Linked DNA regions of Mus musculus: region 2 is linked to region 1. The links are chromatin contacts, called in public HiChIP or PLAC-seq maps. All regions are on one chromosome and are shown on one strand. Each heading gives the region's core, a stretch centred on a gene start, on an enhancer-like site or on the middle of the called end of the contact. The rest is flanking DNA. Distances are from core to core; before and after follow the strand shown. Region 1 overlaps Ptprn2 (protein tyrosine phosphatase, receptor type, N polypeptide 2). Region 2 overlaps Ptprn2 (protein tyrosine phosphatase, receptor type, N polypeptide 2).

The links. HiChIP or PLAC-seq counts read pairs in DNA pulled down with a chosen protein or histone mark.
Region 2: a contact with region 1 is called in an H3K4me3 HiChIP or PLAC-seq map of embryonic forebrain, with 4 times the contacts expected there. The contact joins two enhancer-like sites. A contact is called at or near these places in 5 of 115 datasets of contacts at active chromatin or transcription factors (embryonic basal ganglia, embryonic forebrain, embryonic hindbrain and 2 more).

The regions. Positions count from the first base shown.
Region 1 is chr12:116,915,569-116,922,932 of GRCm38.p6, forward strand. All of the region lies in intron 11 of Ptprn2 (protein tyrosine phosphatase, receptor type, N polypeptide 2), which reads left to right. Among named protein-coding and RNA genes, the nearest start is that of Gm31336, 160 kb to the left of the region's middle. Within about 2 kb of position 4,578, at least 37 of the 459 cell types and tissues checked have an H3K27ac peak or open chromatin away from gene starts, as enhancers often do. A contact at or near this core is called in embryonic basal ganglia and embryonic forebrain, where this site is marked.
Region 2 is chr12:117,155,580-117,162,634 of GRCm38.p6, forward strand. Ptprn2 (protein tyrosine phosphatase, receptor type, N polypeptide 2) reads left to right here. Exons shown (of 23, transcript NM_011215.2): 13 at 6,015-6,227. Among named protein-coding and RNA genes, the nearest start is that of Gm10421, 7.8 kb to the left of the region's middle. Within about 2 kb of position 5,077, at least 25 of the 459 cell types and tissues checked have an H3K27ac peak or open chromatin away from gene starts, as enhancers often do. A contact at or near this core is called in embryonic basal ganglia and embryonic forebrain, where this site is marked.

The DNA of each region.
Region 1 (7,364 bases), core at 3,328-5,827:
TGGAAACACTGGAAAGTATCATCCAGTTAGATTGAGCTCAGAGAACAGAGTCCTCACCCAATGTGGTGGGTGTTCTTATAGGAAGAAGAGTCAGAGAAAGCTCTGGGAGGACCTACATGCCTAGCCTCTGTCCTGGTGTGACAGTGCACACCATTTGGTTCATGAACAATGATGGTTGCTCTGTTTTCTTCCTTTTAATTCAGCCACAGGCAGCAGGTGACTGTGGGCCACATTGCAGCAAAGCTAGAACAGCCATGCTCTGCGGCCCCCCGAACAAGATGCTTGTCATCTTGAATGCTAATGGGAGGAATAAGTGAGCTGAAAATCATCATGGTTGACACAGGCCCTGTTGTTTTTTATAAAAAGAAAAGAAGCCAGGGATATGTTTGGTGGAGGTACAGTGTGGTGTGGGGGAAGGGGGTACCTCTGAGGGCCCATGCTGAGGCATCCCTTCCCCCTGATGTACAAGCCATATGACAGTATAGTATAGAGTTTATTTAGGGCATGGGGAGGATAATTGAGAGGGTAGTAAAGACAGAGAAAGGAAGGGAGGGGGGAGGGAGGGAGGGAGGGAGGGAGAGAGAGAGAGAGAGAGAGAGAGAGAGAGAGAATAGAGGCTGGCCATGATAATGTGGAGAGAGAGGGAGGAGGGGTAATGGGGAGAGACAGGGAAGAGGGTAAGGAAGCTAGTTCAAGATGACAAGAGAAGAGAACAAGAAAGCAAAGAGGGGCAAATAGTCCCTTTTAGAGTGAGTCAGGCACACCTAGTTGTTGCCAGGTAACTGTGGGTGGAGGGGAGCCTAGAAGGAATGCCAACAGGCCCTGGAATTAGAATGTGGCCATATGAGATCTGTACCTTTATCTCACACTTCCATTTTTTTTTTTTTCTTACAAAGTGCTGGCCTGCTACCCCATTCCTCATCCATCCAGTATCATTGGCAAGACATGCAGCCAGGAGCAGATACTACAAAAGTTGCTACAGAAGCAATTAGGTGTCCCCAGCTCTTCTGGCCACAGGGATACTTGCCCTACCAGGTCAGGTCACTGTTTCTTTTCTAACCAGGACACATAACTTATTACAAAGTATCCCTTTTCATGACTTCAGTAAGGAAATTCTTGTGTACTGAGAATTTACAATGTAGCGATGTAAATAAGATAGAAAGAAATATGGGGGAGAGGTGACCCTCTGTTCCTGGATGGTGTGATAGTCTCTGCTAGAATTTACTTTAACACTCTTTGGAAGGAGTGATCCTTTTTGGTACTACAGGGGTATGTGTGTGATTTAGACACTGCCACAGAAGCTGAAGAAGCTAACAGTGCTGAGCAGCAGTTTAGGTAGATTCTATGAAGACCTTGAGGATTGTAATTTTCAGTGCAGGATCCCTGGGACCCATGACCTCTCACACTGGTGACTCACGAGTCTTTGCGGTGCGTTTGGAAAGGCAGCTCTTGTCACTGTTTACCTTACAAGAACATTGTTGCTCTCGGTTGTCTGTGTGAGCCCTACATTTTCTCAGCCAGTTGCAGAGGTGCAGGTGCCTTGATATTGCCTTGACACCTGTCACCCACACTGGCTGTCAGGTGATAATTAGAGGTCGGCTTTGTTTCTCTCACATAGACCAAGTATGGATCTGAAGCTTGCTGTCGTGGAGTTGGGAGGCCGTTGTCTTGTGATCTCCCTGACTGTTTTAAGTGTCAGATCTATGGTGATGCTAGAGTAAGGAGGTAAATTGCATGACTCTCCCAGGCCTTCCCAGAGGGGCCAAGGGTGCCGGGTTTTCCTGAATTTCAAACCATACCTCTGTGATGCATGGCGAATGCACCAGGCAGTAATGCGCAGAATGTGGAGCTTTGAACCGAACACACATATAGATCTTGATGTGCTTATAAAAAGATAAAGAGAGGGGGTATATGTTCTATGGAGATGTGGTGAGGTGTGGGGGTGCCTCTGCAGGCCCATGCTAAAGCATCCCTTCCCCCCGAGAGACCAGACACAGAACGGAATAGTATAGAATAGAGTTTATTCAGGGCATGGGGAAGGGAGTTAAAAGGGTAATACAAGCAGAGAAAGGCAGAGAGACAGACAGACAGACAGACAGACAGACAGACAGAGACAGACAGAGACAGACAGAGGGGGGGGGGTAGAGAAGTAGAGGCCAGACATTAGCCTGTGGAGAGAGGGGGGAAGAGAATGGGGAGAGAGGGGGGAGTAGAAAGGCAAGAGCAAGAGAGCAAGGAAGGGGCAAGCAACCCCTTTTATAGTGAGTCAGTCATACCTGGCTGTTGCCAGGTAACTGTGGGGTGGAGCTTAGAGATCTAATGGAAGTTCTGCTGAATGTGAACACAAGAGTTATCTCTACCATTGCCAGCTCTTTTGCACAAGGACATCCACTTATGCCTGAAATAATATGAAAACTCAACAAGCAGCAACTACACCCCAGAAGTGAGGGAATCTGAGGGCAAGTGGTATAGAACGGGACTCTGAGCATTGACATGACTGTAGCAGAGATTGACTGGGGTGGAGCAAAAAGGCATAAGTCTGGAAGCCATAATCTCACCTTGGGCCAGCTTGTGGGGAGTCAGAAGGTGCCTAGGAGATGAGGGATTGGAAAGAGGAACCAGAGAAGGATAAAAGGCAAGAACAGCAGGCTCCTGGGCTCCCAAGCTGTCTGTGTGTACTCACACAAGGAGGAAGAGTATGTCCAGGCTGTGTGGGAGGACATCCTTCCAGCATCTCCTCAGACCACTTCTGGACTTGGGTGAACCTGTGCAGCCACAATCCTGGAAGGAGGCAAGCAGCTGCCCTGTTACACCATGTACTATACCTGTACTCTGAACATTGACTGGGAAATTGAGTATTAGTTTCCATCCAAATGTGTTCAGAAGGATTCCTCTTTGTAGGAACCGAGTAGCTACAGGGCTCCCCTAAATCTCCCACAGTAGTTTTGAACAGTATTTAAATGAAAGGAAGCACATTTGTATGCATCTCTCTGGAACATGCCTATTATGGCTAAATGCTTTTCTTTTACTGCTTTAAACAAGTTTAATCCCTTTAGTGTGTTTCAATAAAACACACCAGGAAAAGATGTCTTTTCACTTTGCATGATATCTGTCCCTCCTCATGATGGCCCACATTTGATAGGAGATGCTCAAGTTGGTCTTAAATGTCTTTTCTACCTATCAAATACACTGTTCCTGTCTTTTCTATTCTCTGCTGAATGTCAAGAGGCGCCTCTGCTGCAGCAACCCACCTGGACTCGGCTGCAGGCTCTCCATGTCCTGTCAGTTTCTTGTTCCTGTCTACTCTAGTTGAAAGGGTTTTGTATAGTTTCCTTTGCTTTTCAATCCCATCTTGGCATTCAGTAGTGCAAAGTTTGCCTTTGAATATCCTTCATGGGTACCTGAAGGTCTCCCAGACTCAAAACCATCACAGCTGAGTTAATGTAACCCACTCATACTGACACCACTAGAGATGGAGAAGATAACCCCCACCAAGAGATGTTGGTGTGCACAGTAGCCTGTAGGCTAGTTTCTAGGAACTGGAGAGATTGGCTTGGGATCCAGGTAGCGTGGAGTCTTCTTCTGTCCCCAGGAAGATAACACAGGGATGGAGCCCAGTTGAGATGCAGATCTAAGTCTCTTCAGGCAAAAATGTGCACAAAACCCTGTGAGTCATTCTTAATGTAAATAGCCAAGCACATCATGGCCTCAGAGAAAGCAGAGGGCTCGAAAGGTGGCGAATGACTGCCACTTGTCACATGCAAGCGGGCACATGCAAGGGCAGAGTAATGACGAGCAGGAAACCTTTGCTTCCCCTGGAGGCCATTGCAGAGGCTGTAGACGTTCACATCCCATGAAGTCATCCATAAAGTCACAGTCACTGCTTTCTAAGAAATCCAATTAAAGCTTTCTATTTTTCTTTAACTTTCCCAATCCAATATTCATAGGTGGGTCTTTTGCTCTTTTCTAAAGAGAGGTTTGAATGAAGGATGAATTAAATAGCGTGTCAAAGAAGACCACTCCTGATAATGCCATGCATAATAAACATTAACACGCATTTTGAAAAAAAAATTTTCCTCCAGTAGCAGTCTTTGCCATATTAATTTAATCCTGCTGTCTAAGATAATGCAATCGCTTTGAAACAGTCTCGACTTGGGTGCACAGGGACTTTCTGGAGCAGAGGCCAAATTTCCGTCACCTGATGAGCTAATTGGACGTGGCAGCCTCCTGCGCAGATGGCCTCCCTTGTCAATAGCTTCTTGCCGGAGACAAAGAGAGACAAATGTCTATATCCACCATCCCTCAAGCACGAGCCCCCTGCCTCCCACGCCCAATGCCATCAGGTAGTTGCCGTACATTTCCATCCAGGCTTTTGTGCGGGTGCTAGATGAGCTTGCAGAGCCATTACAGATGCGCCAGCCAGGCCTGCTTGTTTAAGTACAGTGTGTGTTTTGACGTGTAAATTTACATGAGGCATATTTAATCAGTCACAATGATATGCTAATTGGATTCCTATGTGAACTGAATAAAAAGCGTGCTCGAAGAAAGATGAAGTGAACTTGCTACCAGCTGGGACACTTTATAATCAGTGCCGTGCGTCATTGAATGCCAGAGGGAGGGGCAGGTGTCTGCCAGGAAGGCACAATGGAGGAAATCCTGTTCTATGGGAATTCAGATCCGTGAAGCAGACGGCAATTTTTACTTGCAGTTACTACAGAAAGGTCCTCAGTGCTCCTCACACCGTAGACAGTAAGGGGCTCCATACACTGTACATGTCTAACCCTAACCGGAATGGGGCGGCGGCTGGGGAGCAGACTGTGTCTTTCTAATACTGGTTCTCACATGGGTAGAGTAAGGAACCACACTTCTCCAGCAAAGTCTTACCCTTGAGCATTAACTGCCAAGCTCAGAGCTCTGTGGGGCCAGGCAGGGCAGCATTCACACACACACACACACACACACACACCTTAATCCCACATCACACACTGTAGCATTGATAGCCTCTGGTTTCTCTGGCATGCTCAGGAAGCCAGGCATTGTTATCGTTAGTCAGAAGGTAATGAGACACAAGCATCCAGGCCACCCCAGCCCCTATAGTGTGCTGGCACTTCATACCGGGTTGAGTTAGTCACATGGTCTTGGGCACGTGCTTCCTGTACCTGAGCATCTGGAAGAACAGTGGGTAGGTGAAGGACTCCAAGTGAGACAGTGGTGAAGACAAGGATCCCGCATAACTGGTACCGAAATGATGGAGCTGGAGACTCTGGTACTGCAGATGGCTACTTGCATTCTCATGCTTGTGTGTGTGTGCAGAGTGGGGTGAGGGCATAGTTTCCAGTGCACTCAGCAAGTCCTGGATGGGGAACAGGTAGGGTGAGCTAGCAGAAGGGATGGAGTGACCTGGGCCTGAACTGAACCTGGCCCTTCTGTAGAGAAAGCAGGTCCTGCTGATCCTGAAACACTGCCACAGAGAAGGGATGGCTGTGAGGACCCGGTACCTTGGAGGGTGTGCAGTTCTCAGAACTCTGGAAGCCACTGCAGACAAGTTGAGAGGGTATGAGTCTCAGAGGGCTTAAGAAAAAGATTCCAGAGGAGTGTCTGCGAGCCTCCCTGGAACACGGCTGGGACTCCAACAGTAACCAGAGAAGTTCGCAGAGGGTTCCAATGGAGATTTTTGCCGTGTAAAACACTAAAATTGAAAAGTTGAAGCTGAGGCTGTTTTATTTATGATGATAAAGCTGGAGGACACCAGACCAAAGGCACCTTGAAGGAGACAGTTCCCACAAGTATTTTTGGTGTGTAATAGGCTGAAGGTTTTGTCCATGTCTGTATTATTCTTTATGTATTGTTATACTCTAATATTGTTCTTTTTATTTTTTTTAATTTAAAGAACCATTGTTTTAAAACATTAAAATCCCACGAAATTCACTAGCTGTGTCTTCTCTTTTCAGAGTAGCTCTAGCCACAGTATTTAAACAGTGGCCCTTCTTCAGTCCACTTAGAAAGTATTCTAGCTTAGGCATCTTTCCAGAAATATGCTATCTCAGTAAATGCGTTTCTGTTACTCTTCATGATTGTCTTAACAAAATGAGGCTCATTAGCAATAGGTTGTGTTCCTAGATAAGCCTGTTCCTCTTTGAGCTCTTCCAAGACCTAAAGGTGATAACTCCAGCATAGCAATTATCAACCACCATGTGCCCCTCACGGCATCCTTTGAGGGCCATCTGGCTGGCGTGGTAGACAACCATGAAGGTGGGGCTCTGTCTCTCAAAGAATTTAGACTTAAAGATCTATGAGGGCTCGAGTAAGTCCAGGCTTGAGCCTTCAGCGCAGGTGCTGCGGGGAGCTACAATCCCATGAAGACTAGCGAGAGCAGATGAATGGAGGTAGAGAGAGAAAAGAGGTCCTCATCCCTTCAGATGTCACAAGGAGCTGAGGCTGAGGTGGCTGGGAAAATGAGGACAGCTGCATAGCCAAGAGGCTGGTTCAGTGCTTCAGGCCAATCTTCTGGGGAGAGATATAGTGATGGGCAAGACTTAGTAGGAGGACTGGGAAGGGAAGAGGTGGGAAAAGAGGCTCTGGCTCACAGGTCTGGCCATCTTTTTAAAATGTCAGTTTCCATGTCCATGAAACAATCATGATAGTTTCTACTTCTGATTCCATCCAATCCAGGATGACTCAGATACAGTTCATGATGATTGAAAAATAGCTGCTAGACGATTGAAAAATAGCTGCTAGACACATGTAGGCAGTCACTATTAATATTTTCAATGAGTAGAATGTGAATAGTTGAATTTCCGATTCACTCTTTATCCATAGAAGCTTAAGTGTGATCCCTGAGACACACAGAAGTATCTAGTGATGGGTATTAAATCAGAATAAAACTACATAGTCAAATAGAGTGAAGTTGGCACCCAGGAACTCAGCTCAACAAAGTGAACACAGCTGTGATGATGACGATGATGATAATGGTGGTGGTGGTTGTTGATGGTTGTAGTGGTGATGGCGGTGTGGTAGTGGTTGTTGGTGGTAGCGGTGATGATTGGTGATGCTGACAGTGATGATGGTGATGAAGAGGATAATGGTGAGAGTGTGGTGATTGATGGTGATGCTATTGTTGATGGTGATTTCATGACACAGACAATAACCACGGTGATGGTGGTGAGTATGGTCATGATGGTGATAACAATGAGAATGGTATGAATGGTAAGATAGTGATTATGATGCTAAGGATAAAATGGTGCTTATGGCAATGTTGAAGTAGTGGTGTTGAAGGTAATGGTGATGGCTACAGTGTTGCTGCTGATGGTAGGAGTGGGGGTGATGGTCAGGTGAGCTCCTGAAGACTGTTCTTTTCGGAAGTG
Region 2 (7,055 bases), core at 3,827-6,326, 240 kb after region 1:
TTTCTTAGGTACCAGGCATTGCGTGTTACTGCTGGAAACCGAGAGTCTTCCCGATCTGGTGTAAAGGGCTTAGTGGTCCAAATGGTTTTCACCAAGCCAGGATGACAGATTTTAGGAATCAAGCAAATATGAGGAAGCAGAGAAAGGAGGTTAGGGTTAGTGCCCACCAGCCCCCAGCCTAGATGCTCCACTCCTAAAGTGCACAGTGGCCCAGCTGGGGAGTGCTAGTCGGCCACGGTAGCGCTGCGGTGCTTTTGGTATTTTGGGGTGGGTACGGGCCTTGTTGGGGACATTTACGGCTCCTGCGAGCGCGCTTTGTGGCCAGGGAGGCTGGGCTGTGGCATTGTCCCAGCTAGGACCCTCTGGGGCTGTGAATACTGGAGGCTCCCGGGAACCCACGACCTTTTGTGTCCTGCGCCATGGTCTGATCTCCACGACCTCTACAGAGATCTTGGGAATTAGTGAGGGGGAAGGGACAGGGAAACCGGGGTGAGAAAGCAGAGGCCTGTGAGGGTCAGCCTCCCCGTGTGGGGGAGGGGACTTGTGACTGCCGCCATCCAGCTTCTTAGTCCCGCGCTTGACTCCTTCCACAACCCGGTATTGACCAGCTGGGCAAAGCTGGGCAAAGCCAAGGCCTTTACGGGCATGAGAGCGAGTTAAGCTAAAATAAGATATTTCAGTCTTGAAGGTAGTTGATTCTTGGGGTTGGGGCTAGTTCAGGACTGGACTGGGACAGTACGGCCAAATATCCCTCTCCAATACCAGGACATCACCCTAGAAAACTCCTGAACACTCCAGGCCTCAGGCACTAAACAAGCCAAAATATTGGCCTGCGAAGTGTTCTGAGGGTACCCGCTGCCCAGTTTTGAGTTCTGATGTAAAGAAAACGCAGCCAGTGGATCGGAAAAATGCAAGGGGGCAGGTTCCCTCTTTGGATAGATCCATTTGGCCTCTTCTCTGCTAGCTTAGCTGGTTCTTCCACCCTGTTGTGGTTAACAAGCAACATTAAAAATGAGTTCAAAGAACTCTCTCCTCCTTTTCAACATCAAAATCATGAATCTTCCCTCATCTTAAAACAGAGCGCTTTTTTCTAGAACAACTATTTTAGGAGTGTTTCAAGATAGCAAATAAGTTATTATCTTTTGTATATTCACTTATGTATATGCCTGAGATTTTTCAACAAACAGCCTATTTTTAAAAACAGCACATAACTTGTTTTCATTAAAGTTTATGCTTAAAAATAATTATTTCTTGGGAGATTCTTCTGCTCATATAAGCTTTTTTTTGTGGCTATTTGAATGGCAGATTTGCAAGTACAATTTCATCTGTAGAGGGGAACAATAGCTTTCAGCCGCACAAAGGCCTTCTCCCACCCTGAATTCAGACCGCAATGCCTCTTGCTCTGATAATAGCTTCTGAAAAGATTTTGTAATGCAGAGAATTAATACATGATTATTTCCGCCTGACTTCTCTCATTTATTAGAATTCTGTGGCAAATTCCAAATTAAAAATAGTTCAGTTAACAGCTTTAAAAAATACTCTTAAAATATTTCAAGACACTCCTCTCCCCCTCCCCATTTTTAAGTTTGGTCACTTGTCCAGGCTTGAAAAATATTTTGCTAAAAACTGTGATCAGTTTTAAAGTGGTGGTAACCATATTTTAACAAATTTAATCTTAGTAAAATTAAAAAGAAATTTCCAAATGATTCTCTAAGATACTGGCTCATCTAGCAGATCAAAGACGAACTTGTCACAGTAACTCATAGTCTATGAGACTCATTTCTGTTTCACAGGGGGAAAGGTTTTGCAGTCATAATAACATGGGTCCCCAAAAGAAAGGGAGGGGACATGTCCCTCATCTTGTCTTAACCTTTTACAAACCAAAGTGTGTGTGGTGGGTTGCTAAAATAGGGTGAAGCTAGGTTGCAAATCAAATTCCGTAGAAATAGAACAATGAGTATGTCAACAAGAGAAATTTAGTATCCATGAAGCTAAATGCTTATGCTCATACTTTTTTGTGCACCCAGATTTTAGACTGCAAGTCAGAGACTTAGATATCTGACTCTTATGAATTGGTTATGTTACATTTTATCCTGGTAGCATGCCTGCAAATTTTCATCATATTGGTGTGGCTTAGTTCTCACAATTGACTCTAGACATAGCATCCCACACCTCTCAGCTTATCACAACATTTTAGGAAGTTATAAGGGTGTCTGTCAAGGATGTCACCGGAAGCCCCACGTGCCTCACAGGCAGAGGTGGGGATGCTGAACTCCACAGGGACGTGGTCTAAGAGCAGCTCCACAGATCGACTTCCCTACTCCCACCCTGACCTTGCCTCACGGGCAATACCACATATTCTAAAATTGAGGAGCTGCAGGTAGAGATGATAGCAAGACGTGCTCAAGGTTACAGTTCACCTGAGCTGCCTCTGAGCTGGTGCGACCTGGACCTGCTTATCCCTGATTATTTTTAAAGTCTGCCCTACTCCTATTATTTTTTAAGTCTGCTCAGGACTTGATAGTGTGGGGCTGATGAGTGTGCCTCCCACTTCCTGGATGCACAGCCCCCCTCCCCCACCCCAGCACCTCTAACAACCTCCTTCTGAGAGTCCTCTCCACCGCCCTCCTCAGCCAGCACTGCTCCAAACTTTCAGAAAGAGCTTCCACTGTGCAGAAGGTGCTCTGCTTTTAAAAGACATCTGACTGTAAATGTCAAAGTTATAAATATTTAAACATCATTATTCTTTCAATTTCAAGTCAAAACTGATAAGATGTCTATGACTAGTCTGGGCTGTCTTCCGGGACGTCCCCCCCCCCCCCCCCCGGAAAGCCGCCTTGTGGTCCGCACCAAACTGCTCATCCTTGGGAAGTCACCATACTGAGAGGGACTGTGGCTCCAGCTGCACCTGGGTCAGCCCAGGTGCAAACTCACTTCAAGCTTCCAGCAGACACACTTCTCCCACTGCAGCTTCTGGCTAACAAGCATTTTTTTTTAAATGCACTTTTTTAGCTCCACAAAAAGAAAGAAAATGCAAGGTTGTTAACTCAGTCGCTATACGTAGGATGTTCAACTGACATTAAAACAAGAATTTCTAGAAATTTTATTTCCCCCATCCCAGGATTCTTACAACCTCATCCACTGCTAGCAGGTTCTCTCCCTTCACCCCACCCCACCCATTTCAACCCTCAGGTCAGGGCATTTTGGTGCTACTGTCAGGCAGAGAGCCCCTAAGAGATAAATTTTCAGGTTTGAGAAGCCATCAGTCAGTTGAAATTCAGACCTTAATATTAGATATATATTGACTCGAAGTGGGGGTCCCTTGATCCAGCATCTACCTTACCCTCTTCTGTCAGACATCACTCCTTTCAACCTCCACTCTGCCAACCTTCCAGGGTGCCCTACACCAAGGCAGGCCCTGAAGCCCATAGTTTCAGATCTGGGTGCCTCCCCGACTCCTACCCCATAGGCCAGTGGTGTGAGCCTCCTATCTGGTGGGGTTCTGGGGCAGGAGTACAGCTGACACTAATCCTGGTCACCAGCCACTCCTCTGGACTACTCAGGGGCACAGAGATGGGTGGAGCCTAGAGTAATCTGGCCCTGCCCTCTTCAGTTATCCCACAGGAGCCCATTGAGAAGGAAGTCTCTGCTCTTGCCCGGACAATTTGGTTCAGCCTCTGAGAAAAATCCCAGCAACCAACTGGTTTAAAATAAAACCGAGAAAGAAGCTGGGGCACCTGGGCTTTTCACTGGTTGCCCTGCAGCCAGCCCCGCAGGTTGCCACGCCGTTCACTTGTAGGAACATCACCTGCCTCTTCCTGTGGCTCCAGAGTGCCCAGTGTCTGTCACCTGGCAGTGCTGTCAGTCAGGCGGAGTTCATACTACGGACCATTGATCGCTTGGTGCTCCCAGCCCTGTGGAAGCGCGGGTACAGTGCAGAGTGTACTGATGGGCTGTCATATACCATGGCCCAGCATGGCTGGTAACTTAGAGTTATCTGAGAACCTGAAGCCGAGGAATTTCGTGCCTGAAGCCAGGTTAAGGAGGTCCTTTTCCAGCGCCACGTGGCGTGCAGGTCCGCCCAAAGCCTACGCTGGGCCTTGGTTCAGGGACCCTCAGCTCAGGAGATGGGTAAGGTGTCCTTGCCATTGCCATCCCACCACTGCCTTTGTTGTGGTCTGCTGAGAAGAGGCTAGACAGGCAAGGGCGGTGGGAAAGCAGCCATGGATCCGGCAGAGTGTGACCAGCTCCCGCCCTGGCATACCTGGGACCACACTGAACCCTGGGGAGTGAACAGCTCCGTTTTGCGAATGGTGCGGAGGTCCACTGGCCAGGAACTTAAGGAAAAGGGTTTGTTCTTGTGCGAACTACATCCAGTCATGTGAGGACAGCCATTTGGGCCACCGAGACCCTGGCCGAAAGGGTTATTTGTGTGGTTTATGCTCCTGCCCGTGCTGGGGCAAAGAAGTGTAGCTTAGAAACTGAGATGGGGACTTCGCTGACTTGGGGGGAGGGGCGGGAGACTCTGGAATGACTTCTTTCTAGAAGCTCTCCTGTGGGGTGGGCGGGAGTGAAAAGAGGAGGGGACCCGGGAGGAAGCCAAGAGGAGGAAGGGAAGGGTTCCACAGCTTTCCCCTGTGCAGGATCTTCTATGCTGCTGGCTCGCAGCAGCCAAGGGTGTCGCCCACTCAGTCCTGGGAGAGGTGTCCACGTTCCTGCTCCGGGTCTCCTGCTCCCCTCCCAAAGGTCCCCTCTGCCAGGCCTTGGAGCCCCCTCCCTTCCTCTCTTCCATCCATTACTGAAGTCCAGGAACCTCCTGGGTCCAGAGCCAAGCAGAACCAAGCCGCGCATCCAGGCAGGAAATCCCGGCGTCTTTTCTCATTTAACCCGCGTTTCCATTAACTCGGTCCCAGCGCCCGCTAATCCGCGCACCGAAGGCAAAAGCAGGCTAATTAATGACCAGCTTTTCCAGTCAAGACTAGCGATAATTGCTTTGGTGGCCTTTATGATTACAAGATAAAAATGGGCCCGGCCTGACATAAGAGACACTGTGTACACTCAGAGACTGGAGGAAACGAAGAGTTGGGAGGCTGAAAGCGGAGCAGAAAATTACTAATAGAAGAGAGATAATGAATAGGCCGGCCAGGCATTCATGGGGAAAAATCCATTTTGTTACCACGCGAAATTAGGTGGCGGAAAGGAGTTTGCTAATTGTTCTCCTCTTGTAGCAACCAGGACGGAGGCAGGGGCGTGCTCTTCCATTCATTTCCCGAGTAATTGTGGGGGTTGCTGGCCGGGAGTCGTGGGCGATTTGCCTGCGGCCCTTCCATTTTCCTGTGGCGTGTTTAATTGTTGCTAATACACCTCCTAATAAAGCTAATGAGGGGGGCGCTGTCTGGCTATCTGCCCTGGATTTGAGTGACAGAGAGGATTTTCTCACCTATTCCCCCAAGATGCAAAGTGAACTTCCCAATCATCTATTTCCAAAGACCTTGTCCCCTTTGAAGGAACAATACTCAGGTACCAGTAGTTGGAGTCTGTGCTTATAGAGAGTGACTAGAGCTGGTTGCATTAACCCACAGAATGTCTTCTAGAGAAGAAGCCATGTCCCAGAGCTATGATGACTCTGGCCAGTGCATTCTACTGATACTGGGGACTATTTAGTTCTGTTAATATTTTACCCACCTCCTGCCAAGCATGTGCTGGATTACATGCTCTGGACAAAATCTGTATCTGATTAGGAATGATGTACACTTCGTTTTACTTAAAGCAGCAAGTTGGGTACCAAATACTTTACATTATTAAGTTTGAAGAACAGCCACTATTGGGGTTACTCTTGACTTCTGCTTAATAGAAATTCGGTCTGGAGGTATGGTGTTGGAACTTCTTTGCACGTGTGTCCCTGCACAGCCCCCTCATGTTGAGGCTGCACTAAGTCTGGAGGGGGTGTGCTGCTGGAGTCAAGGTCCCCTGAGTAGTAACCTGTTCTCCTCCCTCTTCTCCTCCTCCTGCAGAAGGGAAAGCTCAAACTCCTGCCGCATCAGGAAGAGCAAGAGGACTCTACCAAGTTCATTTTGCTCACCTTCCTCTCCATTGCCTGCATCCTGGGGGTTCTCCTGGCTTCCAGCCTTGCCTACTGCCTCCGCCACAACTCACACTACAAGCTGAAGGACAAGTTGTCTGGACTAGGCGCTGACCCCAGTGCAGATGCCACTGAAGCCTACCAGGTAAAAATAAACTTTTCAAAGTTTTCTCCTTGGATTTGCCAAACTTGATTTGAGAGTGAAGGAGGAGGGCAGTCTGTCCCCTCTCTCACCCTCTATACTCCCTCATGAAGTCACAGTACAGGCTCTTTTATGATGACAATTTGAAACTTCTCATTAGCATTCATGTAAATACCTTGCAACCACAATTTTATGGCTCTGTATTAATCTTACACCGTTTCTGGGTAGTCTTACATTAGCTGTAGAAAGTGGGTTGCTAATTAGAAATGTGGAAAAAGTACAGTACATGAATTATGCATTGTCTGTTATCTTAATCTGGTCACTATTAATGAAACACGCCACAGTTGCAAGATGGATTGGCTGTGTAGATGTGTGAAGATGGCTCTTAAATCATCAACTTCCTTGGGGGTCTTATAGGAAGGGATCTTTTGACCTGATCTGTTGCCACCCTCTGCTATTGTTTGGATAAAGTGAAACCTAATACTGATAAATGGAATGTAGAGTGCATATGTCTTCATGAGTCAGCAGTGGCAGCTGTGTGCTATGTGTGCTAGAAACACAGACAGGCACCCAACGTGCCTGGAAGGAGAACAGAAGCCTGGAGAAGTGTGAGTGCCAGAGTCAAAACACAAGGGGCATAATCAACAGTTTCGTAATGAATGACTTGCTAAAATGAAACTGTGACTCCACTCAGCAGCAACGCAAGCCCAAAATATATAGAAGTCAGGGAGTTCAAATTTTTAATATAAAATATCATTTAACTCTAAATGTATTATTCTATTTAGGGTTATAAAATTACTTACTTGATTGCTACATTTAAAAATTTAATCA